5 separate regions of the Sus scrofa genome follow, and regions 1, 2, 3 and 4 are each linked to region 5. Evidence: chromatin contacts called from public Hi-C and promoter capture Hi-C data. All regions are on one chromosome and are shown on one strand. The core of a region is the stretch at or near the end of the contact, and the rest is flanking DNA. Distances in the headings are between cores, read along the strand shown. Region 1 holds the start of NUMBL (numb-like protein). Region 2 holds the start of CIC (protein capicua homolog). Region 3 holds the start of SNRPA (small nuclear ribonucleoprotein polypeptide A). Region 4 holds the start of COQ8B (atypical kinase COQ8B, mitochondrial). Region 5 holds the start of HNRNPUL1 (heterogeneous nuclear ribonucleoprotein U-like protein 1).

What was found. Promoter capture Hi-C pulls out the DNA fragments that hold promoters and counts their contacts. Hi-C and Micro-C count contacts between places; a contact is called where the count stands out from the background.
Region 1: a contact with region 5 is called in a promoter capture Hi-C map of liver, with 3 times the contacts expected there. The contact joins the promoter of NUMBL here to the promoter of HNRNPUL1 in region 5. A contact is called at or near these places in 1 of 5 promoter capture datasets (liver) and 1 of 47 Hi-C or Micro-C datasets (heart right ventricle).
Region 2: a Hi-C map of liver shows a contact between it and region 5, with 4 times the contacts expected there. The contact joins the promoter of CIC here to the promoter of HNRNPUL1 in region 5. A contact is called at or near these places in 1 of 5 promoter capture datasets (fetal liver) and 1 of 47 Hi-C or Micro-C datasets (liver).
Region 3: a Hi-C map of subcutaneous adipose tissue shows a contact between it and region 5, with 1.5 times the contacts expected there. The contact joins the promoter of SNRPA here to the promoter of HNRNPUL1 in region 5. A contact is called at or near these places in 4 of 47 Hi-C or Micro-C datasets (epiblast stem cells, heart right ventricle, liver and 1 more).
Region 4: a promoter capture Hi-C map of fetal skeletal muscle shows a contact between it and region 5, with 2.8 times the contacts expected there. The contact joins the promoter of COQ8B here to the promoter of HNRNPUL1 in region 5. A contact is called at or near these places in 2 of 5 promoter capture datasets (fetal skeletal muscle and liver), 1 of 47 Hi-C or Micro-C datasets (liver) and 1 of 2 datasets of contacts at active chromatin or transcription factors (alveolar macrophages).

Annotation. Positions count from the first base shown.
Region 1 is chr6:48,915,434-48,920,445 of Sscrofa11.1, reverse strand. NUMBL (numb-like protein) reads left to right here and starts at 2,251. Exons shown (of 10, transcript XM_021094402.1): 1 at 2,251-2,526. The coding sequence starts at 2,503. COQ8B (atypical kinase COQ8B, mitochondrial) reads left to right here. Exons shown (of 15, transcript XM_013988587.2): 14 at 90-176; 15 at 595-1,446. The coding sequence ends at 876.
Region 2 is chr6:49,661,670-49,666,568 of Sscrofa11.1, reverse strand. It overlaps CIC (protein capicua homolog), which reads left to right and starts at 2,423. Exons shown (of 22, transcript XM_021094423.1): 1 at 2,423-2,570; 2 at 3,611-4,384; 3 at 4,387-4,899. The coding sequence starts at 2,561.
Region 3 is chr6:48,968,535-48,973,685 of Sscrofa11.1, reverse strand. SNRPA (small nuclear ribonucleoprotein polypeptide A) reads right to left here and starts at 1,818. Exons shown (of 7, transcript NM_001077222.1): 1 at 1,746-1,818. The coding sequence starts at 1,818. C6H19orf54 (UPF0692 protein C19orf54 homolog) reads left to right here and starts at 2,642. Exons shown (of 4, transcript XM_005655850.3): 1 at 2,642-3,767. The coding sequence starts at 3,448.
Region 4 is chr6:48,937,148-48,942,558 of Sscrofa11.1, reverse strand. COQ8B (atypical kinase COQ8B, mitochondrial) reads left to right here and starts at 3,365. Exons shown (of 15, transcript XM_013988587.2): 1 at 3,365-3,387; 2 at 4,448-4,552; 3 at 4,672-4,809; 4 at 4,951-5,017. The coding sequence starts at 4,451.
Region 5 is chr6:49,276,821-49,281,876 of Sscrofa11.1, reverse strand. HNRNPUL1 (heterogeneous nuclear ribonucleoprotein U-like protein 1) reads right to left here and starts at 1,581. Exons shown (of 17, transcript XM_021094416.1): 1 at 1,281-1,581. The coding sequence starts at 1,581. AXL (AXL receptor tyrosine kinase) reads right to left here. Exons shown (of 23, transcript NM_001128458.1): 23 at 3,960-5,056.

The DNA of each region.
Region 1 (5,012 bases), core at 1,002-3,501, 360 kb after region 5:
AGGCCTCTAGGTGAGAGGGCTTAAGTAGATCCCACCTCCAAACCCCCCCTTGAACCCCTCTGACCCTGTGCCCACACCTGTCTCCCCAGGTGGTGATGGCTGCAGCCAATGGAGACCGAGACCGGGTCCTGCAGAAGTCGAGGGATCTCAGATTCCTCACTGGCTTTGAGACCAAGGTTGGGAGAGTAGGGGCTGCTGTCTCTTGGAGAAAATGGGGAGCTGCTTAGCTCTACTGGGGGCCCTGGGGCTGCTTGGCCACTCAGGAACCCTGAGAAAGAGGGCACCACTTATCTGTTCTAGGGGAGGGAGCAGGTCTGCTGGTGGATACCGGATACCAGGGCTTGGGGAATGGAGGCAGCTTCTCTGTTCTAGAGGCAGTGGGGGCAACCTGTCTACTGGGGTCCCTGAGAGGGCAGGAAGGACTCTTTCTTTGGGGAGGAGCAGGTGGCTCCTTGTCTCCTAGGGGCTCTGGAAGGGGTGGAGGCTGCCTATTCTGCTTCGGGGAGTTGGGGGCTGGTGTTTGTTCTGGAGGGTCTTGGGGGGATGGAGGGCTGTCTGTCTACACTGGGTGCCTCTGGTCTCCCCGACCCCCAGGCATTCTCTGACGCCCACGTGGAAGCGGTGATGATCCTTGGGGAACCCTTCGCCACCCAGGGCCCTTACGACTTTGGGGCGGGGGACACTGCCCGCCGCGTGCAGGGCCTTATCCCTGTGCTGCTGCAGCACCGGCTTCGCCCACCCCCCGAAGAGACCTATGCCCTGCACCGAAAGCTGGCAGGGGCCTTCCTGGCCTGCTCCCGCCTCCGTGCCCACATTGCCTGCCGGGACCTCTTCCAGGACACCTACCACCGCTACTGGGCCAGTCGCCAGGCGTAGCCACCACCCAAAGCCTCTTGACCAGAGGGGATGTCTGCTCAGACCCCTCAGAGAGCTCCATCTCTCTCAGGGACTCCAGCCCCACGGCAGGCCATCCCCTGCTATGAGGCCTCCTTCCCACGCTGCTCCAGCTCTGGGGACCCCGCCCTTGGGCTTCCCAGTCTTGCCTAGCTCCCTGGCTCACCCAGGGCTGGGGAACCCCGGGACTAGGGAACTCCCAGCTTCATGGCACCATATCCTGCTCTCCCCACTGCGAAGGGGGCATGTGGGCACTCTATCCAGATATGAATTTGTTTCTGCCAACATTTGAGAAAGCCTTAGGCCCCTGTGCACTGCCATCGCGGAGAACCAGACACATCCTGAGAGGGAGTCCCTCACCTCGGCCTCAGGTCTCCCACAGATGTGGCCAGTGAAAGAGGAGAGGCGGTGGGTGGTGGGGGCAGCCTTCACCTTTGCCTCCCTCACTCCCGCACCAGCTGCCTTCTCCCCACTTCCATCCTCTCTGTGTGGTGGGGAGGGCATGGGGGTGAGATTAAACTTTTAGTCCTAATAAAAGTGGCCCTCCCCTTCCCCCAGCTCTTTTCTCTGCTCCTGGAGGGGAGGGGGGGAGCTCACAGGCTGCCTCCAGGTGCAGATGGCCAGCCCCCTCCCACCCTCTTGTCTGAAAGCCCCAGTCCTGCCTGGGCCATCTGTTGCGGGGAACCTCCTTCTCCCCTTTCCCTACCCCCCCCCCGCCCCTCCCGCACGTGCTGACCACCTGCTCCGAAGGCTGCGGCAGCTGAGAACATGCCCCCCCCAGCACACACACACCACCTCCCAGTCTCTTGGCTCCTTCTCCTCGGCTCCCAGCAACCTTGCTTTTGCTAATGGGCCTTAATGCCCCGGCCAGCTGCTTTGCCAAACCCACAGGACTGGGCGGGGAGCGGATGGTGGGGGGGCACTGGGGCGGCCACAACCGCGCCCGGGTCCCAGCCTGGCGCCCTCGCCCCCAAAGCTGAACCGATCGCGCTCCGGGTCCAGTCCATTCCCCCTCCCCTTCCCAGCAAAAAGTGCCTCGTCACCGCTTCTGCCCGCCCCCGCTGGGCTGGGAGAACTGTGGGGTTAGCTAGAAGATTTGGGAATGTGGGGCTGCAAGGCGTCTCCAGAGGCGACTCTTTCGGACACGGAATTTAAGGGGATCTGAGGTCGGGGGTCACGGAAGGGAAGGGCTCTCACGCCTGGACCGACCTCGGGGGAAGGTCTCAGCTGTGTTCACGTGCATGCTCAGCCCAGCACTGGCCAATGGGCGTGGCGGGGCGGTGGCCACACCGGAGAAGGCGGAGTCTTATTTGTGTATAGGCGTGGCCTGCTGGTCAAGGGGCGGGGCCTCCCAGCATATCCAGCAGGCGGCGGGCCAATGGGCGGGGCTGGGGCGGGGAGCAGAGGCGGGAGGGGCGCTCCCCCGCCCCTGGAACGGAATCCTCCCGGGAGCGGAGCAGGCTAGCGCGCGTGCATCCCGCACCATTCCCGGCCCCCGGCCCGGGCCCGCGTCAGACCGAGCTGCCGCCGCCGCCACAGGAGCAGCAGCAGCTTTCGGGGATCCGGGCCCAGCTGGGGCCGCGGGAGGCGGGGGCGCCCGGACCCTGGATGTCCCGCAGCGCGGCGGCCAGCGTGAGAAGGGCGGGAGAGGGGGGCTCGGGTGGGGGGCGGCGCCGCTGCTGATGTGGCGAAGGGTGGGAGGAGGCCGCGGCGCCCGGATGGAGAGAGGGTGCCAAGGCTGAGGAGGGTGGTCCCGGGTGGGGGTCCAGGAAGAGACTCCCCACCAAGCCAGATCTTGGGAGACAGGGGTCTCCGGCACAGGCCCTCTCTTGCCAAGGACCTGGAGATAGGGATTCCGGACACAGACCTCCCTCTCAAAAAAATCAAGGGCAGGGGGACAGATTCTAGGTACAACTCCCTAGGCAAGATTTTGGGGACGGGGTCTGAGACGCAGCCCCCATATCAAGCCAAGGCCTCCAGGAAGGGATTCCAGACCGGATGCAATCCTTACCCCTCCCTGCCTGAGGGGGTTCTTGAGCACAGCAACCCTCTAGGCAAGGTCTTGAGAATGGGGTCCCTGGGCACTGCTGCCCCACCAAGCCAAGGCCTTGGGGGGATTCCAGGCACAGTCTGATCCCAGGCCTCAGAGGCGCCCTGGGCACAGCATTTCCCCCCCCCCCCCCCCCGAGTCCTTGGGCGGCGTCCTGGGAACAGCCCCTTCTCAAAACAAGGTCTCTGTGCCTGGGACTCCATACCCCCTCTGCCCGCCCAAAGCCTGAATAAAATAGGGGAGATTTCAGGCAACCCCCCACCCACCCCCAAAGGCTTGGTCAAAGGTCCCAGGGCACAGGTCTCTTGGGCCGCCCCCTTTGTCCCTGGGGCTGCCCAGCTGTCTGGGAGGGGCCCCACCTGCAGACAATGCGCCACCTCCCCTCTGGGTTCTGGCCCCCTAAGCTCCAGGATTCAGGCTGGGCCAGGGGGCGGCTCCCCAGGGACCCGGTGCTGGGGGTGCAGCGTCTGCGGTGATGGAGGCTTTGTGTATGTATGGTACCTGGGGGGAAGCAGGGAAGCAAGCAATTGATGGGGAGGTGGCTGAGAGTGTGACCCTGTGTATTTGTGACTGTGGCTGCCTGCGTGTGTGTGTGTGTGTGTGTGTTTGTGTGTGTGTGTGAGAGAGAGAGAGCGAGAGAGAGAGCGAGCTGCAGCTGGCAACTATGAGGAATTTGTGTGTGTGTTTCATGCTTGTGGTTGGGTATGGTAGCGTCTGTGATCGTGTCTGTGTGTGATCCCAGCATTTGTGTGGTTGTGTATGACTGCTGCTCACTGCAGAACCCTCTGCTTTTCAGTCTGTCTGTGTTGGAGTGTGTGCATGGTAGTGACTGTGTGGTTGTGTCCATGACGATGTCTTTTGTGACCCCATGCATGGTAATTCTAACTGGCTGTGTGACAGTGTTATCTGTTGGGTCTGGGGCTGGGCCTGTGTGTGAAGATGTGACTAAAGATGTGGGTGGAGTTGTGACTGTAAGTGGAGTTGTGTCTAGGACTCTGTGTCCATGTGTGTGTTGACTGTCCTCGTGGCTTTGAGTGTGACTGTCTCTCTGATTTTGTATGTGTGTTACACGTGTTGGTATGACACACAACTGTGCCTGCAACTTTGGTGTATGGCTGCCATTGTCGATAAAGTCACATGTGACAGGTGTGCTGGCACTGTGACTTGGATGTCTGTAGTTGTGTGCTCATGGCCACATCTGTGTGTGGGACCAGGGTAGTATAAATGACTATATCAAGCTCTATGTGTTGATACTGAGTGATTGTGTGCATTTATAGTTGTGTATGTGTGATCTGGGTTATGTATTTGACTTGGGGTCTGAAGCCCTGACTATTAATACTGGGTTCTTTCATTGCATGTGACTCAAGCTATAGGTACATCTATATGTGGGGGCGCCAGATGATTGTGTTTGTAGGGGGGTGTGTATGTGACTGTGGCTTCTATATTTGTGCGTGACCTACATGTCTGTAACCCTGGGTGACTCTATCTACTTGTGTCTGTGTCATGGTCTGAGAGAAGGTGTGTCTGTGGTTGTGTAGCCGTTTGGAGTGGGTGGTGTGTGTCCCTGCATGCGTGCCGGGCCACTTGTGTTTGAATCTGTGTGATTTGGTGACAGAGTGACCATCTCCTGTCTGCACACACAGCTCCCTCCGGAGCCGTGTCTTCTGTGTAAACGCAGTGAAAAATGCTCTGTCTGGGTCACCGCAGCTCTGAGCACATCCCCAAGTGTGCTTGCATGTGTGAAATGGAAATTGTGGGCTGATGTGTCTCTGTGCGAGACACTGTGTGCCTGTCCACATGGGGCTCAGAGTGGATGTGGCCCCATACTTGTCGGTGTGACTTACACGAAGAGAAGCTGTTTCTCTGTCATGATCTGAGGTGGTCCAGCTGGGGGTGGGATGTTGGGAGATTGGGAAGTATGTACAGTGATCGTGACACGTGCCTGGGTAATGTGGATACTGTGCCACTGTGCATACACAACCGTTTCTGAAATGTGTGTGGCTGTGGCTCTGAGCCACTGATGGTCGGCTGTGTCTGAGGGTGGCCGTCCTTGGGGAGAGCTGTCTCT
Region 2 (4,899 bases), core at 1,174-3,673, 380 kb before region 5:
CTGTCAGAAAACTACGCCGCCCTAAATGTTAAAGTCTCGGAGGAGGTGACCTGTTCCCAGGGCCACACCGCGCGCCTTGACTCCTCTGCAGCGCGCGCCACCCGAGGAGCGCACGTTCTCTCCCCTCCCGGTGGCAACAGGGCTTTCCGCGGGGCCGCGCCAGACTTTCTGAGACTATTGATTGGTTGTAGTCCCGGCCACTCGACAGCCAATCAAGCGGGGGAAAGGTGACATCACTTGTTCTCCTCCCTTCCCCCCCTTCAACTTCCCTACTCCCGGCTACCAGCAGCAACAATCACGTGGGGGAGGGGTAAGAGAGTAGAACCCGGTGAGGTCATTGCACCGCCCTGACCGCTGTTGATTGGCTACGGGACTCGAGGGTGGCGGTTGGCTGCTCCTCGCACCTCCCCCTTGTGCCGCTACCGCCGCCACTGAGAGGAGCCAGCGGCGACGCCAGAGCCGGGAATCCGGGTGAGTCGGGGCCCTGGGTCTAAGATGCCCCTGGTGTCCAGTGAGACTCAAGAGGAACTGCCCTTTCGACTTTTTCTCCTCGCACGGGTTCTTCGGTGCTCCAAGCACTCTGTTACATGGGAGTTGTAGTCTGCCTTGTACTGTCGACTATGGGCCGGAGATGTAAGAAGACTACCATTCCCAGCAGGAACTGCGATTAGCCGGTCAACAAATGCTCAGGCCACGCCTTCCGAGCCTTCTCATTGGAGTGCCTGTCCCTTAGCCCCACCTTCTTTCATTTCATTGGCTACTGTCCCTCACAGAGGCTGGGTTCCGGCCTAGAGTGCAAGGCGACTGGGTACTGTATTCGTCATTCGGTACTAAGACGGACTACGATTGGTCAATACTGGTGCCGATCATTTCATGTAGGGAGGGATCCTGGGCTGATCCGGCGGTCGTAGGCTCGGGTTGGTGTCGGTCCCAGAGGGAGGCCGATCTTGGACTTTGGCCCCACCCCCTAGCGCTGCCGGGTGGGCGCGATTGGTTGTGGCAAGCGTCGCTCGGCGGTGAGAGGCGGAGCTGTCCAGGCTCCGAATACTTATTGGTCTAGGATGGCGCCGGTCAGCGGGGTTGTGGCCGCTGATTGGCTGGCTGCTCCAGCTGTTGCAGGTCCATTCACCATTTTGTATGTTGGAGTAAAAAAAAAGGGAGAATCGAGAGGGAGAGCCGGAGGGGGGGCGGGGAGGGACCGGACCGGACCGAGCCGGGGCCTCGGCCCCCGCCCCGAAACCCCGCTGAGCCCGAGGTGAGGGGCGGGGCCAGGGCTGACACAGGCAGGGGGTATTTGGGGTGCTGGGGCCGAGAGGGGACAGGTGGCAGGGACGGGGAGGGGGTACAGGGGAAAAGGCGTGAGTAGGATGGTGGGAAGGGGACTGAGTGGAGGAGGTGGTGGGGAGGAGGAGTGACAGAAAAAGGCTGACAAGGAGGGGGTGTTGGGCAGAAAATAGGTAACAGGAATGGAGGGCTGATAGGACTAGATCAGGGTGACAGGGAGAGGGAGGGGACAGAGTTCGAGGGGGTGACAAGGAGAGCTGATGGGGAGAGGTGACAGGTCCAGAGATGGCTGACATGAGAGTGACTGGAGGGAAGAGGTGACAGAGATAGATGAGGTTGACAAGGAGGGGTGCCTGAGGAGGGGACCTAGGGCCTCTGAAGAGAGAGGTAGAGATAGAGATGGTGACAGGATGGGAGAGAGTGTGGCAGAGAAACTGGTGCTAGGAGGCCCGATGGGAGCAGAGGACAGGAGACCCTGAAGAGCCTGGGCCGGCCCGGGGTTCAGGAGTTACTGCTTAGACTCTGAGGGAGGTGAGGGCTCACAGGGCCTTGGGTAGGAGTTAGCCAGAGAGGAGTGGACAGGAAGAGAGTAGGCCCCAAGGGAAAGAGAGAGGCTGCTTGGTTTCTGGTGTGATGAGGCTGGGCTGGGCAGCAGAGTCCAGGGGTGCCAGGCAGTGTAGTTACAGGCCCTGGGTGGGGTCTGCAAAGGTTTGTGTTGGGGCTGGATCTCAGTCCTCAGGATGATGGGCCCAGCAGGTCAGTGGGGAGAAGGTGGTGGTGGTGACTCCTGGGCACTTGGGTTCCTGTCCCAGTGTGAGAAGCCCCGGGCCCTCCAGCCTCTGCCTGTGAGGACCCTAGGTATGGCTCAGAGAAGGGGCCAACTGGGACTGCAGGACCCAAGGGAGCAGCAGGCCCCAAGTAGGAGAGCATGTGGTCAGGGATACCGTAGGAGCCTGAAGTCAGGGTTGCCTCTGCTTGTGTTTGTCTTATGGTCCTGGGTCCCCCAACTCTCCAAGAGGCCCCCCCTTTGGGCCTCTCAGGTTCTCTTAGTCACTTTAGAGTAAAGTTTTTTCCCTTCTCTTTTCTCAGGGCAGCTTGAAAGGGGGCGGGCAGTAATGACTGTTCAGGAAGTGGGTGAGGTTGGTCTGCTGGGCTTGTCCTGCTTTCTTTGACCTTCTCCTACTTACCCCCACCTGGAGTCTGAGGGCATATTTGGGGGCCAGGGGGGCCCGGTCGGCTCCGCCACCTTGCCAGAGCCAGCCCAGCCAGGGCGGGGATGCAAGCAGGTCAGAAGAGGGGGCTGGGCTTTCGGGTATCATACTGGGTGCTGTGGGGGGAGGGGCAGGCTTCCATCCAGTGGGACAGTGAAACCCTGGGGTGTAGCTCTGTGCCCCACTGTGTGATGACGTGTGCGTGCCTCTGTGTGTGCGTGTGTGTGTGTGTGTGTGTGTGTGTGTGGCTTTGTGGGCATGTGTGTGCTTATTCACGGCCCCGTGGCAGCATTGGGTATGAGCTTTTGCCCCAGACTTGCCCCTGCCTGTTCCCTGCCAGGATCTGGGGAGACAGCTATACCTGGCAGGCCTGGGGTGCAGAGCAACGTGGGCAGCTGTCCCTTGGGACTCTCAGCTACGCACTCCTTCCCACAATGCCTGGCCATGCCCAGGCTGCCCATGGGGGTCGGGGGGTGGTGGTAGAGAGAGGCTCCCATCACAGCCCCGTTACCTCCCTTTCTGTGACTGTGTGCCTGTGCATGTGTGTGTGTGAGTGTGCGTGCTCTCTGGACAGTGACAGTGCAAGGAAGTGTGCCCTCTGGATCATGTGACAGGCGGCAGCACACTGAAATGGTTAGGAGCACAGACTGGAGCCAGATCGCCTGGGTTCAGATCTTAGCTCTGCCCTTTCCTAGCTGGATGAATTTAGACAGGTTGCTTGATCTCTCTGTGCTCCATTTTCCTCAAGTGTGGAATGGGGCTGATAGTAGCACCTGCCTCTTAGGGTTGTTGTGATGCTGAAATGGGTTAATAAAGTCAGGCTTAGCCCAGGGCTTGGCATAAAGTTAGTGCTCCATAGGCATGAACTGTTACTGCTTGTCATGTCCCCTTGGGGCAGTCAGAGTGTGTGCTTGCACCTACTCTGTTCTCTGCACAGGAGGCAGATGGGTGCCAGTCTGTGTCTGGGTGCCGGCCAGGGGCAGCCAGGAAGGAGACCTTGGAGATTGTGGAGGTGAGGCAGTGGCCTCAGCAAGTGGAAAGTCCTGGGGAAAACGGGGTCTGGGAGTCTTCCTGAGTTGCTTCCAATGATCCCCGTCTGCCCTTTCACCCTGCAGGTGGACAAAAGATGAAGCCAATGAAGAAGGCATGTGCTGGCCTCCCAGGTTCTGGCACTGGTGGCAAGTCCCCACCAGCTACCAGGGCCAAGGCCCTGAGGCGGCGAGGTGCTGGGGAGGGTGACAAGCCAGAGGAGGAAGACGATGAGGCGCCGCAGCAGCAGCAGCAGCAGCAGCAGCAGCAGCCGGGGCCAGAAGAGGCTGAGGAGGGGGAAGAGGAGGAGGCCGAGCAGGGCCCTGGAGCTGAGGGCCTGCCCCTGGAACTGCGCCCCGACGAGCCAGCCCCAGGCCCAGCCGAGGAACCCAAGTTGGAGGGGGAAGCAGGCCGCTGGGAGCCCTCACTCAGTCGAAAGACGGCTACGTTCAAGTCACGAGCACCCAAGAAGAAGTATGTGGAGGAGCACGGGGCTGGTAGTGGCAGCAGCGGGGCAGCCAGTGGCCCTGAAGAGCGGGCACGGACCCCTGAGGAGGCCGGCGCCCTGGGTGTGCCTCCACAGCCACCCACCTCCGCCCGCTCCTCTTCCACCGATACAGCCAGTGAGCACTCAGCCGACCTGGAGGATGAGCCGGCCGAAGCTTGTGGTCCAGGCCCCTGGCCCCCTGGCAGCACCAGTGGTGGCTATGACCTGCGGCAGCTGCGGTCCCAGCGAGTGCTGGCTCGGCGTAGGGACGGCCTCTTTCTGCCGGCTGTGGTACGCCAGGTGCGCCGAAGCCAGGACCTGGGTGTGCAGTTCCCTGGGGACCGGGCCCTGACTTTCTACGAGGGGGCCCCCGGCGTGGCGTGGATGTGGTTTTGGATGCCACACCACCACCAGGTGCGCTGGTGGTGGGTACAGCCGTCTGTACCTGCGTGGAGCCCGGTGTGGCTGCCTACCGTGAGGGTGTGGTGGTGGAGGTGGCCACCAAGCCAGCTGCCTACAAGGTCCGCTTCAGCCCTGGTCCCAGCTCCCAGCCCGGCCCAGCAGCCACCCTGCCGCAGCCACCACAGCCACCACACCGTGAGCCTGAGGAGGCCGTGTGGGTGGCCCGCTCCAGCCTGCGCCTGCTGCGGCCCCCCTGGGAGCCTGAATCCCTGCCGAGGAAGCTCCCAACCGGCCCTGAGGAGGAGCAGGCCAAGCCAGGGGCCGCCCTGCCCCCCTGCCCTGCTGCCCTGGATCCCAAGCAGCCTGAGGATGCTGAGGTCTCCAAGATCAGCTTTGGTAGCACTCTGGGGGCTTGTGAGGAGGGCGAGGAGAAGCACCCGCCAGCCCTGGGTACCCCAGCCCTGCTCCCACTGCCCCCGCCCCAGC
Region 3 (5,151 bases), core at 569-3,068, 310 kb after region 5:
TGAATACCCCTTTCTAGGTGCCCTGATCACCCCACTGGACTGTGGCTCCATGAAGCCAGGACCAGGACTGTCTCAGTCACCAGTGTGTCCCCAGCTCCACAAAGCACTGGCTGGCTGTCATGCTCTAAAAGCACTGAGCTATTTGGAGTTTTCCTGTGGTACAGCAGGTTAAGAATGTGGCATTGGGAGTTCCCGTCGTGGCGCAGTGGTTAACGAATCCGACTAGGAACCATGAGGTTGAGGGTTCGGTCCCTGCCTTGCTCAGTGGGTTAAGGATCCGTCGTTGCCGTGAGCTGTGGTGTAGGTTGCACACCGGCTTGGATCCCGCGTTGCTGTGGCTCTGGCGTAGGCCGGTGGCTACAGCTCTGATTCGACCCCTAGCGTGGGACCTCCATATGCCAATGGAGCGGCCTAAGAAATAGCAAAAAAAAAAAAAAAAAAAAAAAAAAAAGAATGTGGCATTGGCTACAGTTTGCTCCCTGGCTCAGGAACTTCCACATGCTGCAGGTGTGCCCCCCCCCAAAGTTTATGAGAAATTTACATGGCTTCTTTTATTATCTTCAACAGGAACTATCAGCAACCTCAAACTCAACCTCAACAATTTGGTTCTCCTGACAATTGTCTTGAGGTGATAAGCAGGAAGTAACACCTTTACTAACTACTGGGTACCATAAAAACAAGCTGCATGGCAGTTTAGTCAACATAATCCCCATAACATCCATGCAAACGTTGTATTAAGGTTTTTTCCAGTTTTCCTATATAAAAAATGAGGATCAGTAACTTGCTCAAGAAAATGGAAAAATATGTTAAATGTCAAGAATTGAGTTCTTCGGAGTTCCTGTCGTGGCTCAGCGATGATGAACCCGACTAGTGTCCACGAGGGTGCCTTTCTCAGTGGGTTAAGGATCTGGCATTGCTGTGAGCTGTGGTATAGGTTGCAGACGCAGCTCAGATCCCAAGTGGCTGTGGCTGAGGCACAGGACGGCAGCTGCAGCTCTGATTCAACCCCTAGCCTGGGAACTTCTGTATGCCAATGGGCAGCCCTAAAAAGACAATTAAAAAAAAAAAGAATCCAGTTCTCAGGCAGAATTCCTCCAGGCTGGTGTTGGCCTCACTCACTTTTCCATGCTGTGTGACCTCAGGCAAATCAAACTACCCATGAGTCCCAGTTACCTAATCTGAGAAATGGGGTCAACAGGTCCTTCCTGCGGGGTTGCCATTTAAATTCAATGTAATCAAGATTTATAAACAGAGTGTTAGCCATCATTATTATTCATCTCATTTTCACTTTGAAATGAAACAGTGTCATTGTGGGCTGATCACTGAGACCATGACAATGACCAAGGCAGTTCCAGCTCCTACCCTCAGGGAGGTCAAAGGCCAACAGGGAGACTGCCCCAAAACAGTCCACAACCATCAGGGCTTAAAGGGGTATGTTCAGAGTCAAGGGAAGTTAGAAGCAAGCATGGCAGGCAGAAAGGGGAGGGGTAAGACTTCCGGGAGGAGGGCTCCTTGAGTTGAAACCTCGAAGGATGGGCAACAGTTACCAGGTTAATGGGCTGGCTGTAAGACAACTGAGGAAGTCTTAAACTCAGAGGAAGCAGCATGTGCAAAAGCCGAGGGGTTGGGGTTTACGCTAAGAGTTTGCCTGGAGAAGACTGAGAAAGAGACGCGGATGCTGGGGATAGACGAGGGGGCCGGCAAGTGTGGGACAGCCTCGAGTCGGAACTATTTCCAGAACTCACCATCCTTCTTGATCTTCTCGTTGAGATTGTTGATATAAATAGTGTGATTGGGACGGGTCTCGGGAACTGCCATGGAAGGAGTTGCTGAGACAGAGCTGAAAGAATAAAAAAGGTAACCTCGGAACTGGGTTTCTCCAAATCCTTTGTCCCAACGTGGGCTGCTTAGAGATCTTCCTTCTAAGAGGAAGTCAAGTGGGTAATGAGGAGGGAAAAGACAAACACCTCGAAAAACAAAGCAAACGCACGACACGGCGTCTCCTGCCCGCGTGGTGAAGGAAATCTCGAGAGGTTTACTACGAGTCCCAGGATGCTTTACGCCACTCTGTAGGCGGGGTGTCCGAGGTGGCGGTTCCCACTGGCCCACGCGCTCAAAGGGCGGCCCAGGAGAAAAAGCCCGGATGTATGAGCCAGTTAAGGTAGGAGTGAGAACTTTGCGGAGTCTTGGCCTCGCACAGCGCAGAAATAGCTCCTTCCCCCGACCCCCCGAGGCACGGCAAGGCCCGGGCGCCAGGCTCTCCACCCGCCCGATCCCAATGGCCGCTGAGCACACTACTCACGAACCAAGTCGCAGCTCCCGCAAGCGGCACCTTCTGCGTTGCTGTGCGCCGACCACAAAACTTCCTCTCCTGGTCCCGCCTTTATCTTTCTACAAACCAATCCCCTCGCGGACACCTGGTAGCTTGGCCAATCAGAGTAAGTCTCGCTCTCGGACCGAGGTTTTGCCAATCAAAACGATCCTTGGGTTCCCGCCTCAGCAGAACAACTCCGCCCGACCACTGCAAGCCCTTGGCTTTTGCGGCGCCCCGGGCTACAAGCCAATCAGTGAAGGCCGCGCCCCCTCACGCGCTTCTAGCCAATCGGGACGCAATTCTCGCGGCGGACTCCTCGGAGGCAGTTCTTTAGGAGCCCCACCTCTTCCCCCTCCGCTACGCGTTCTTTGTCACGTGATCGTTAAAGGGGCGGACACCACTTTCAAGTCTTACCACGAAATTTGGGAAAGGTTGTGCGCCGCGGTCGCCATTTTGCGGGGAGGGGAGCAGTGTTTTACCTTCCGACTCCGTTCCGTATCCGAGCGTTGTTGCGGCTCCCAACGACCTCCGATCTATCGGCCTTCCCGAACCCTCAAGCCTCCTCTTTTTGCGCTCTGATTTCAGGACTTTCTCCACAGCTAGGCCTTTTTCCCTGCCAGATGTCCTTTGACCTCTTGACCTCTGACTCAAAGGTCAGCGCTAAGGTTCCAAACTCGGGTCTGTGATGCGAGGGGTGGATATCTAGCCTAAATTCTCCCACTCTTTAATCCTGTGGCTCGAAATCCGCTTTCGGTGCCTTACTCTAGGTCTGAGCTTTCATATCCTGAGATTGAACCCCAAGTTTCCAAATCTAGCCCCTGATAAGTTAACTCCTAATGAGTATCACTGCTTGAGCCTTGCACCCCAACTCTGTATCTCAAATCTGGTTCCAGATTAAAGGACCGCGTTAACTCTCAAATTCCTTGTGATTTCAGTCAGCCTCAGGGATTGAGTCTGCTTCCAAAGTTCCAGGTTTTAGCCCTGATTTTTTCAGTCCTTCTGTTCACCTTCCTCCCCCAAGTCTGGAATTCAGCTCTAAAGCCTTCAGAATCTCCATCCCTGTGACCAACGCATTTGGGAGGATCCTTCCCTTCCCTCTGCTAAGCCTTCCAGTGCAAGTCACAGACCCCAAAATGATTTCTCCATGCTCTCCTCCCTTAGAGCCACCAATTCATCCTCCAGAAACTCCTGCACCCCAGACCCCCATCATCCCACCTCCTCCCCTACCCCCAAATCTCCCGGACGTAGCTTTTCCACCCTCTCCCTTGAGTCTCCAGGCCCCTGTACCCCCACCACCCCCACTGCCACCTCCACCACCTGCCACCGGCTTTGCTGCCCCTCATGTCTTCGGCCTGGAGAAGAGCCAGCTCCTGAAGGAGGCCTTGGAGAGGGCCGGCCCAGTCCCCAAGAGCAGAGAGGATGTCAAGAGGCTCCTGAAACTGCACAAGGACCGGTAGGGTCCCCATGCCCCACCTCACCCACCCACTCAGGGTCTCACCCAAAACCTGTCCCTAGGTCACTCCAGCCATCTCCTCTTGGGGTTTCCCGTTTGCTCAAGGTCAAACAGCCTGGAGTTCCTGTTGTGGCTCAGTGAGTTAAGAACCGGACTAGTATCCATGAGGCTGCAGGTTCAATCCCTGGCCTCACTCAGGGTGAGCATTAAGGGTCCAGCATTGCTGCAAGCTGCTCTGGCATGGCTGTGGCTGTGGCTGGCAGCTTCAGCTCCAATTCGACCACTATCCCAGGTGCAGCCATAAAGAGAAAAACAAAAATGAATAGCCTGTCTGCTTCAGCCCCCTACTTAGATCCTTTCAGTGGCAGTGTGCCTTCAGCCATGAAAAAAGTCCTGCCCTGACAAACACCCGGTGGGAGAGACAGATCCCACCTCTACCAGTGACAGCCCAGGGTGGTCAGAGCTGTGAGGGAAGGGCCCAAAGGGAGTACCTGGGCTGGGGGTCAGTGCAGCCCGCATAGAGGGGACCCCTGAGTGCTGTTGGGCAGATTATTCAGGGGTATGTGATGTGGAAAGTAAACAGTTTGTGCCCAGGCCCAGAGTGAAGTAAAGAGGTGTTTAATGACTTGCAAATACTTATTTCTGGGGGGCAGGAGACTTAGTTTCTGCACCACTGGAGGGTGAATTGTTTTGTGTATTCCTTGAGGAACCAGGGCCCTGCCTCAAGGCTGCACTGTTGTTTCTTAACTGATCCTCCCTTGTTTCTGCATTCCTTCCTTTAAGAGAGTTAATTCCTGGACCTATTCAAGGATGAGCATTGTGGCCAAGTGTAGATCACAAAATGCCTTAGGCCAAAGTGTCACAGTCATAACAACGCTGGATCCTTAAGCTGGATCCTTAACCCGCTGAGCGAGGCCAGGGATTGAAACCCTATCCTCATGGATGTTAGTCTGGTTCTTAATCTCCTGAACCACAACAGGAACTCGAGTTGTTTTTTTTTTTTTCCTTTGTACGTATTGGGTTCTCTTCTGTCTAGAAAGCCATACCTGTTCTCTTTCTCTGGGGACCCCTAACCTATCTGCCTACAAGAGAAGGTGGCACACGTGGAGTTTCGCAGGTCCACATGGTGTGGGGGGCCATGCAGAGGAAGCTGGGCTGTCCTGAGGGCCCTGGGGAGCTGTGGAAGGGCTTTGTGCCCTTGCAGGGAGAGAGGTTACCTTCAAAGAGTGGAGGGAGAGTCCGGGGATGGAGGAGCCTGGAGCACCCAGAGACCCTGGCGGGAGGGGAGGGGCGAGCCCTGGGCTGGGGAGGTGGGGAGGGCAGAGGGAGAAGTGACCTGCCCAGACTCAGAAGAAACTGGCAGCGTATCTAGACAAGTTTATAA
Region 4 (5,411 bases), core at 2,116-4,615, 340 kb after region 5:
TTCAACCCCTAGCCTGGGGACCTCCATCTGCCACGGGTGCGGCCCTAAAAGGACCAAAAAAAAAAAATTTTTTTTTCTTTAAGGGCTGGGCTCGCTGCATATGGAGGTTCCCAGGCTAGGGGTGGAATCCGAGCTTCAGCTGCTGGCCTGTGCCACAGCCGCAGCAATGCAGGATCTGAGCCACGTCTGAGACCCACACCACAGCTCATGGCAATTCCAGATTCTTAACCCACTGAGCAAGGCCAAGGATTGAACCTACATCCCATGGACACTAGTCAGATTGGGTTCCATTTTAAGAGTCAATCAGGGAGTTTCCCTTGTGGCTCAGCAGCCAGATTAGTATCCATGAGGATGCGTGTTGCTGTGGCTGTGCCAGGCCAGCAGCTGCAGCTTCTATTAGATCACTAGCCTGAGAACTTCCATATGCCCCCTAAAAAGCAAAACAAAACAAACAAACAAAAACACTAATCACTTTTACCAAATGGGAAATTGAGGCCCAGAGCAGTGAAAGAATTTGTCTAAGGTCTGGAGTTCCCGTTATGGCTCGGAGGTAACGAACCCCACTATCATTCATGAGGACAAGAGTTCGATCCCCGGCCCTGCTCAGTTTGCTAAGGATGTGGCATTGCTGTGAGCTGTGGCAGACTCAGATCTGGCGTGGCTGTGGCATAGGCCCACAGCTGTAGCTCTGATTCGACCCCTGGCCTGGGAACTTCCAAGTGCCACCGGTACAGCCCTAAAAAGAAAAAAAAAAAAAAAAAAAAAAACCTAGAAGTTGTCTAAGGTCAAATGAGGTTAAATGAGGGGCAAAGCCAGGGTCTTAATCACTGAAGCTAGAATGCTTGGTCTCAAATCCTATCTCCAACAAGAGACTTAACTCTTCTGAGCCTCATTTTCCACATCAGTAAAAGGGTTTGTCATGGGGATTTTTATTTATTTACAGCAGCATTTACTTTTGTGTCCTGGCTTTGTGTCAGGTGCTGTATTTACCTTTTTTTTTTTTTTTTTTTTTGCTTTTTAGGACCACACCTACAGTGTATGGGGGTTCCCAGGCTAGGGGTCCAATCAGAGCTACAGCTGCCGGCCTATACCACAGCCACAGCAACACCAGATCCGAGCCGTGTCTGTGACCTACACCACAGCTCATGACAACACCGGATCCTTAACCCAGTGAGCAAGGCCAGGGATGGAACTGGCAACCTCATGGTTCCTAGTCGGATTTGTTTCCAGTGCGCCACAATGGGAACTCCTGTACTTACCTCTTTACATCCCACATCTTGTGAGGCAGGGATCACCATCAATGCCACTGCACCATTAGGAAAACAGGGGCTCAGAAAGGCAAAGCGGTGAGTTAAGATCACACATCTAAATTGCGTAGATTTGAACCAAAGCCCACCTAAAAGGAAATCTGGACTTTTGGTCCCTCCTGAGTGATATAACTTGCTTTGGAGGCTGGGGGTGTTGGAAGAAGAGCTGAAAGTAAGAATATTTTCCCTAAATTTGTCCTACCTCTGCTCAGAATCCTCAGTGGTTCCCATCCCACTCAGGGAAAAGCCCCAGTCCTCACCATGACTCACAGTAGCCACCTGAGCTGGCTTGTTACCTCCCAGACCTCATCTGCTTCTTCTTTTCCCCTCACTCACTCTGCCCATTGGCCTCTTTGCTATTTCTTTGGGATATCTCCCACCCCAAGGACTTTGCTCTGGTTATTTCCTCTGCCTGGAACATTCTTCCCTCAACTATTTCTTCTTTTTTTGGGCGGCGGGGGGGGGGGGCCACCTGCGGCATTCGGAAGTTCCCAGGCTAGGGGTCGAATCAGAGCTGCAGCTACCAGCCTGCGCCACAGCCAAAGAAACACCATATCTGAGCCACATCTTCAACCTACACCACAGCCACAGCAACATCAGATCCAAGGCGTGTCTTCGAACTATACCACATCTCACGTCAATGCCAGATCCTTAACCCACTGATCGAGGCCGGGGATCGAACCTGCATCCTCATGGTTACTAGTCAGATTCATTTCTACTGAGCCATGAGGGGAACTCCCTGTCAACTATTTCAATAGCTCATTCCTCACCTCCTTCGGGTCTTTACTCAGATGATGTCTCCTCAATGAGACCTTTCCTGACCACCTTATTTATTTATTTATTTATTTATTTATTTATTTATTTTTGGCCACACCCATGGCATGTGGAAGTTCCTAGGTCAGGGATCAAACCAGAGCCCCAGCAGTAACAACAAGGCTGGATTTTCAGCTTGCTGAGCCACCAGGAAACTCCCTGACTGCTCTATTCAAACACAGTCTTCCCTTCTCTCCCCGCCCTCCCCTGGTTTATTTTTCTCTGTAGCACATGCCACTTTATTACATATACGTATTTATTTTATTGTGCCCCTCGCCAGAAGCCAGCACCAAGAGGGCAAAGATTTTTGCTTTGCTATGTCCCCAGTGCCTAGAAAAGCATGTGGTAAGGGTGTACTGAAAATGTGGAAAAGAATGGTTTTCTCTAAGAAATTTCTCTCATGTATAGTTCTGTTCTGGTCCCGTGCCAAGCTCTCTACAGGAACTATTTCATTTCATGTCTCTCTCTCGGTAACACTGAACAAGGGGGGATATCAGGACCCCATTTTACCAATGGGGACATTAAGGCTCAGAGCTCTGCCAGCCTGTAGGCTTTGCTTGTAGCCCTAGGCTATCTGATATGATCTCATGTATATGAAGCATGTGGTGCCAGGCTTGGTATCATCAGCCACAGCCCTGTAGGGTTAGTTATTGTCATAGGTGCTATTTATGTATTTTTGCCCCCAAGGGTGAGCTGCCACCTAGCTCTGAGTCAGACCCTTATGTGTGGAGGGGTACAGGGGGTGGTTTCTGAAACTGAGTCACCTGGAAAGGGACATTAGGAACAGGCCCAGGGCCCTAAAATGAGTCATCTTTTTACAGACCAATAAGAAGTTGTAGCAGGAGCCCCCTAATGGATCATACAGTCTGGGAAGCTGAGATCTAGAAAGGGTTGAGTCTCTTCTGAGGTCACATAGCACAGAGACAGGGAGATTTGATTTCTGACATAGGGGGTTAGACAGGGTCAGGGCGGGTTTTGTGGGGGGAAGCGTCACATCCCTTCTTCTCCCAGGGGTGGGAGAGATGCCCCAGCCAGCTGCCTCTATTCCAGACTGTGAGAAGAGAGGTGAGTCAGACTATTGTAGGGGGAGCAGGCTTTAAGCCTGTCCTCCCTCCCCCATCAACAACACACACACCCAGATGGGCTGGGAGCTGGTTTTCTGGGATGCCAAGGTTCCTGAGTCAGCACTGGGAATCTTGGCTGAGTGTGTTCTGGGAAATGTCAGGCCTACAGGAAACAGAGGGCTCCCACTCACACCATCCTGCAGGTGGGCGGGGAGCAGAGAGAGCAGGGTGTACGAGGGAACAGGAGTCCAGTGTGCTTGGGGCTGAGGGTGAGGGAGGGGGTTTATGCACACGGAGGGAAACAGCTGGTGAGCAAGACAGAAGGGTTAGAAGTGCAAGGGAGAGGGTGTGGGTATAGGATGTGATGTGGGTATTTGAAGCAGAGGGTGAGTGTGAAAAGTGGAGGGGCTCTGTGCAAGAGAAATGTTTGCTGAGAAGACGGGCGTTCAAAGAAGAGCTGTTGAGTCTCCTGGGGAAAGGAGAAAAGTGAGAATAACAAAATGTTCCCGCAAAGGAGAGGTGTGGAGTTTGTAAAGGAGAGGGATGTTTGCCGAAAAGACTTGTAGGAAACTGAAAAGTCTGCCGTGTACAAGGCACTTTGAAGTGAGTGGAAGGGCATAAAATGGCACATGAGCGCCGGGGTAGTGCCCTAGCCCATCCTTAGGCCCCGCCCCTGGCCCTGCCCCCTCACGCGCGGCGGAGAGTATGTTATGCCAGTCAGCGAGCTTCTCTTGCGCCATTGGCTAGTTGACCGGAGGGGGCGGGCTTACGGAGAGTCCCGGAAGCGCAGGAGGCCCCGTGCGTAGGGCACCCAGAGCCAGGGAACCGTAGGTGCTTAGCAACCGGGGGAGGTTCCCAGTTACGGGGGTAGCGGGGGGGGGGGGGAGGGAGGAATTGTGGGTGCCTGGCAACAGAGGGGAAGGCGGTGCCTAGCAACAAGGGGGTGCTCAGAGGAGTGGAGAGGTAGCCCTGGAGGACCTGTGGGTGTCTAGCAACGGAGGACGGGGGGTAGGATCCTGGCAACGGCGGGGAGTGGGACCGCAGGAGCGGTGAGTGGGACCGCAGGAGAGTGGTTTGGAGAGGTGTGCAGGAAGAGCCGTGGGTTCCTAGCAACTAGGGGTCCTATTAACAGAGGAGGAAGTCTTTGAGGGGTGGGAATCTTAGCGTGGTCGCAGAAGAATGTGAGGGCTTGGCAAAGGCCGACAGAGCAGGGAGGTCAGTTCCACAACTCCTACCCGAATAATTCCTCCTCTTCTCCCCCAGACAATGTGGCTGGAGGTAGGGGGCTCACTGCGAGGGACCTGTGGACACCTGGGCCGGACTATTGGTCTGCCCTGTGGGGCCCTGGGGCCTGGGCCCCGCTGCTGGGTAAGAGGCTTGGGAGGGGGTCTCCCAGGGGATGAGGCTGGGGGAGGCTTCAGGGAGTCAAAGGACAGGGAGGGAACCAAAAGGGCCAGGTGGACCCTATGTCCTCCACTCCTTCCCAGTGTTCACGTCTTTTGCAGGGGCCACGTGGGGGTTCCTGGGCCCAAAAACTTCATCAGGATGGGCCTGGCAGGGGTCTGGGTGAGGAGGACATTCGCAAGGCACGGGAGGCACGAATCAGGAAGACGCCCCGGCCCCAGGTATCACTATCGCCCATCCAGCAATACCCCAGGAAGGCACCTCGCCTACCGAGCTTGGGGAAGGGTGTGGTGGCAGGCTGGTTGGGCTCCCTGGGCCCGATGTCCATCTTTCTCTGCTCACACCTTCGCCCGGTTTCCCAGCTGAGTGACCGTGCTCGAGAACGCAAGGTGCCGGCTTCGCGCATCAGCCGCTTGGCCAACTTTGGGGGTAGGTGTGACTGTGGGAGACTGTGACCTAGATCCAAGGAGGTGACATTTACCGAGTGAAGCAAGGGAGAGAGTGAATCAGAGACGGAGAGAGGAGGGAGAGATGGAAAGAGAATGAAGGCAAAGCCTGGCCAAACCCAGAGAAACAGAGAGGAACCCTGCCTTTGTTGAGAACTTGGGATGTGCAGGGCCCCATGCACATGTGATCTCTTTGCGCTGAATCAGTGAGTGTTTGTTTCCATTCTAGAGATGAGGAAATGGGGGCTAGGGAGGTGAGGTGACACCAGGTTGTCAAATTTCAGGTTACAATCTGTGTGAAATAATTTAGTAGGTTGCAACCAGCATTAAAAAAAGAATATGCTGTGGCTACAGCTGTGGCGTAGGTCACAACTGCA
Region 5 (5,056 bases), core at 332-2,831:
ACACATCTACTCCATCCTCTCTCTGCAGGGTCATATCTTGTGGCTGATGTAGAGGTTCCCTGCTACCCCTTGAGGCTCCTCCAATCCCTGGGTACACAAATAACTGCTTCTGGGGACCAACATGCCCTCTCGTGGAGATGATCAGCCACCCCCCCCCAACACTTCCCCCACTCCACCCCGAGGCTGGCAGCCAAGTCAACAGGTTTCCTTTCACCCTCCATATCCTACACACTCTCCCCTCCCCTGTAGTAGTTACTGGACCAGCTACATACTCCTTGCTGGACACAAGGTTCTCTATCCCCCAGATACTCCATCCACTTCAAAACTTCACCAATTTGTTATCTTCTGCACCCCACCCCCAGCTACACTTGTTCTCCAAACGACAGATACTGTTAATCTAAAACCATTCAGCAGTAGCCACTGCATTATCTGTCCTCAGAGCCTTTCCAGCTCTAGACCTCCTGGTTCCTCACCCAGGGAGGCATCCTTCTCTCTGCCACCAGCCTCTGTACACCAAGGTTCCATATACCGCCTCTGGAAGTCAATCAGAAAGTCCCCAAATTGCCAGAACCAAATGCCCAGGTTGTCCCTGCCTACGGGTTGGCCTTCTAGTCCTGCATCTGAGTCCCTCACAGTACAATCGCATGGTGGTCTCCCACATCCCCTAAATGCTCCCAGGCCAAACACCAGAACATACAGTCTATTGGACCTTCCCCGGCCAGACGCCAGCACCCATCTTACATACAACCCACACTAATACCAAATATAAGAAGTCCCTGTGCCCCCCATTCAGGAGCAAACTCCAGGATCCTCCATCCTCAAAACTCTCCAGCCCAGAAAACAAAGCTCTCAACGCCTAGCTCATAGCCTGGGCTCGCACAGCTCCCAAGCTCTAAGATCATCATTTCCAAGACTCTCCTCAGCCCCCCAAATAGAAAACCTCTTGTTCTTCCGATTGTCTTCGGGTCCAGAAACCACAGCTTCCGGTTTCCGAGTCCTAGGCTGCGGAACCCTTTACAACCCCCCCCCCCGCCGACCTTCCTCATCTCCGAAACCGAGGACCCCCGCCCCCCATTCCAGGATCTCCCCTGCACCGAATGCCAGGATTCGCCCTCCGGTCGTCCCGCGGGCCTTGTCCCCAAATCCTTTTCAGCGACGGGCAGAGGCATCCCCCGATCCTTAGATCGTCTCCCCGACCTCAGGCGCCGGACTCCCGCGTCCCACAGCCCTTCCTCGGCCCGGACTCCGGGCTCCCCGGCCCCCGCCCCGCGCACTCTCACAATGTCCGTCCGGCCCCGAGTAGCCGCCGGGCTCCGGGTGCGGCTGCAGCTGCAGCCCGGGCGGCGGTGGCTGCGCGGTCCCCTCCAGCTCGGAGCCCCCCTCGGTCTCGACCTCCTCGCTGTTGTGCCCAGGTCGCCCCGGTTCGTCGTCGGCCTCGAGCTCCCGCTCGTCGTCGGGCTCCTCGGCCTCCAGCGCCGCCTGCAGCCGCTCAGCAAGCTCGGCCTTGAGGCCACGAGTGTCCAGGCCGCGGCGCTGCAGTTCCTCGCGAAGTTCGTTCACCTTCAGACGGCGCACATCCATGGCCCGGGCCCCCGGGGCGGCCCCCGAGCCCGGCCCGGCCTCCCAGGGCTCTGTCCCCCTTAAACCTTTCCTGTCAGGAGGCGAAGGGGGAAAGGGGGGGGCCCCCACTCCAATGGCGGCGGCGGCTCAAAATGGCCGCCGCCGCCACCTCCCCCTCCTCCGTGGCCCCGTGCGATGCAACACGGGTGCCAATTGGCCACCGCATGGGAGCAACGGGCGCGGGCCCAGAGACTCGACCAATCAGAGCGTGTCTTTCAAAAGAACGGCACTGAAAGGGCTTGGGAGCTACCGGGGAGGAAGCGTTGGCCTACGTCGATGCCGAAGCCGGAGCGGGAGGGCGGGAAAAGGTGAGAGGCGGAGCGCGCGGTGATTGGGTAGCGTTCGCGCGCCCGCTCCAGTAGGGTCAAATGAGGGAAAGGGAGTAAAGACCTGGACCCATCAGCAGTGAGATCTCAGAATGAGGTCCCCACGGCCTTTCCTGCGCGGTCCTTTCATCAAACTAGTGTCTCTGTAACACATATCTTGATTGGTCTAAATCTCCCGCCCCTGGAGGCGTCCAAGCGGGTAAAACCACTAGGACCAATCAAATGGAGGGTCCGCAAACCACTCCTCCCCGCCCCCTTTCAAGATTGCCTTTAGGAAACCGGAAAGAGATGAATTCACGAAGGACCTTCCCCTTGCCGTTAGGGCGGTTTCAAAACAATCTGTCCACCAATCGTAGTTCCTGTCTTATCTCGGTAAAGCTAGTACAGTTGCACCGTTTTAGGAAAACCTAGCCAGATTGGCTATTCTGGTTACGGACCGCCTTACAAACTTCGCCGTAGAGGGAAGTATACTAAACAGAGATTTAGGTACACAAATTGTTCTTAGTCTGGAAGAAACTCAGTTGCTTTTATGAAAAGCAGCTCTTTGGCTTCAGAGAGTCCTGAAGGTTTGAAAGCAGAGACAAACAACGGGGAAAAAGTTGTGAAAGAAATCTCACTCTCTCCCCTTTGATAGATCATCTCACGGGGCCCCTCTTTCCATTATCATAGCTGCGCTGACGTCTTTCTCTCCGGTTGCTATCTTACGTGGAATGGGCGCTCTGTACGCGGTCATTCCCTTTCCATGCGGAAGGGCTTCCAAAAGCTCAGGGGTCTCTACCCCAAATCATCTATGCTGATTTGCTAGTTTGGCGTCTGTATTGACAAGCTCAATACACAGATTAAGCCTCGCGCTACTAAACGCCGTAGTTTCATTATGTTTAACCCTGCACCACCTGTCGCCTCTAACTCAAAAAAACAAGCCTTCTGTAAGGTACATTATCAATATGCACAATGCAAATGCCCGCTGCTCACTGGGCTATACCTAAAGCCTACAAAAGCCACACACACCCTCTACGTAGACAAAGGCGCACACACAATACAGATAAACAAATGGTGTGTGTAGGATCAGATGCATCAATTCTGGGGATAATACACCAAACTGCAGTGTAGATGTACCTATTAAGGTCGGCACAAGCTGGAGGCATCAAAACATAAAGACAAGGGACAGTTACACTACAGGCTTACACCACAGCAACCTAGACACACAGCACCCACTCAGAAGCGGCACAGACACTCACGTGGGCCCGTAGGTTCCAGTCCAGACACCCCGCCCCTCGCCCACGTCCGACTTCCTCTCTCCTCCCAGCTTCCCACAATGATTTGTTCGAAAAGTTTATGGCCCGGATTGAACTGTTCTCGATTTTCAGGAGTCACCACCCGGGGGCGTCCGGGCGCTGCCAAGGGTTCCTCCATCCGCTGCCGGACACACCCAGGATGGTGTGTACCCGCGATGCGTGCAAAACATAGTGGGCTTGTCTTGGCAGGAGTCCCTATGTGGGCCCGAGATTTTCGGAGGCGCTCTGTGCCTGTGTTTGTAAGTGAATCTGAACGCTTGGATCTGTGAGTTCCCTGTACATACGCTATATGTCTGAATATTTGTGTCACTTTATAGTGTTTTTATCTGTGTTATTCTAGTTTCTTCCTATTCCTGGTGATTACCTGCCTGTGCATGTTTGTAAGTATGTCTGTATTTGTGTAATTTTGTGTAACTCTGTGTCTGAATTTGTGTCTCAGTATTTGTGACCAGGTGTACTTGGGTATATCCATTAATTCACGTGGCTGTTACTTTGGGGTGGGGGAGGGTCCCTGTGCTCCTGTGCTTATCTATATGTCTCTTACTCACTAGGGGTTTCAGAGAGTCTGTTTTTCTTGCTTGTCCTTCTGTCTATGTATATATGTTCTTTTCTCTTTAATGAAGGGAGAACTCCAAGACCCCACCAACCCTCCTTTTTACTGATAGGGAAACTGAGATGACAGGGAGAGGGGCTGAGTGGAGACAAGAGGAGGCAGAAGCACGGTTACAAAATTTTATGTGATCTGAGCCCCTCCGGAGGTGCCAGAGTCCATACTCTGTTCAGGGGGCATGAGGGACTGGCTCAGGGGGGGCAGCATGGCCCAAAAGGAGGGAGATTGTCCTCTGAGGAAAAGAGGCAACCCTAATGCATTGCACAGGTTTGAGGGGGCATGCCCCCACAAGAGGAAACAGAGGTGGCTAAGAAGGGAAGGGTCACACAGGCTAATTCTGTAAGGTTACCTTGGAATTCTAGACCTGTAGACCTTAAGAAACTTACCACATGTGAATCTTAGAACTCTAGTGCCTAGAACCTTAAGATTTAGAACTGTGACTTCTTGGACCCTTAACTAAAGTCCTAGAAAGACAGGATGCAGCACAGAACTTGAAGGTGTCCAAAGTTAGAAATGATTAAAACTTAGGCCTCTGGATAGTCACCACCAACTGTAGAGCCTTATACCACAGATGCTAAGGGATCCAGAATCTTGGACCAACAAAATCTAGAGTGCCTTGGAACACAGAACAGAACAACATTAGAATCTTAGAGTTTAATAATCTAGAATCTTGAAGCATATGATCTGGAATCTTTGACATAGAGAATCTAGGTTCTTAGACTAAGTCTTAGAATATCACATCTAGAACATTAGACCTTAGAACCTCCATCTTTAGACTCTTAAAACTTTTGCACTGCAGATTCTAGAATCTTAGATCTTTAGGATCCAGAATATCATAACAAAAGTTTTGAGGATCATAAAGCCATGGAACCTTTAATTGACCATCATTAGAATCTTAAAACTTGAGAAGATCAGATCTTGAAGGCTTATGATCTAGAGTCTTATAGCCAGAGAATTTGTACTCTGAGAGGCTCAGAACATCAAATGATAGAACTTTAGGCCTTAGAACCTCCGTGTCTGGAACTGTAGAATTTTTAGAATTATAGAATCTAGAATCTTATACCCTAAGGACTCAGAACCCTAGAAAAATAAAATCTAGAATTATAGAGCCTTAGATCCTGGAATTAGAATCTTAGAGCTTTGGAACCTAAAATCTTGCAGGCTTTATCCAGAATCTTAGAACCAGAAAAATCTAGAGCCATAGA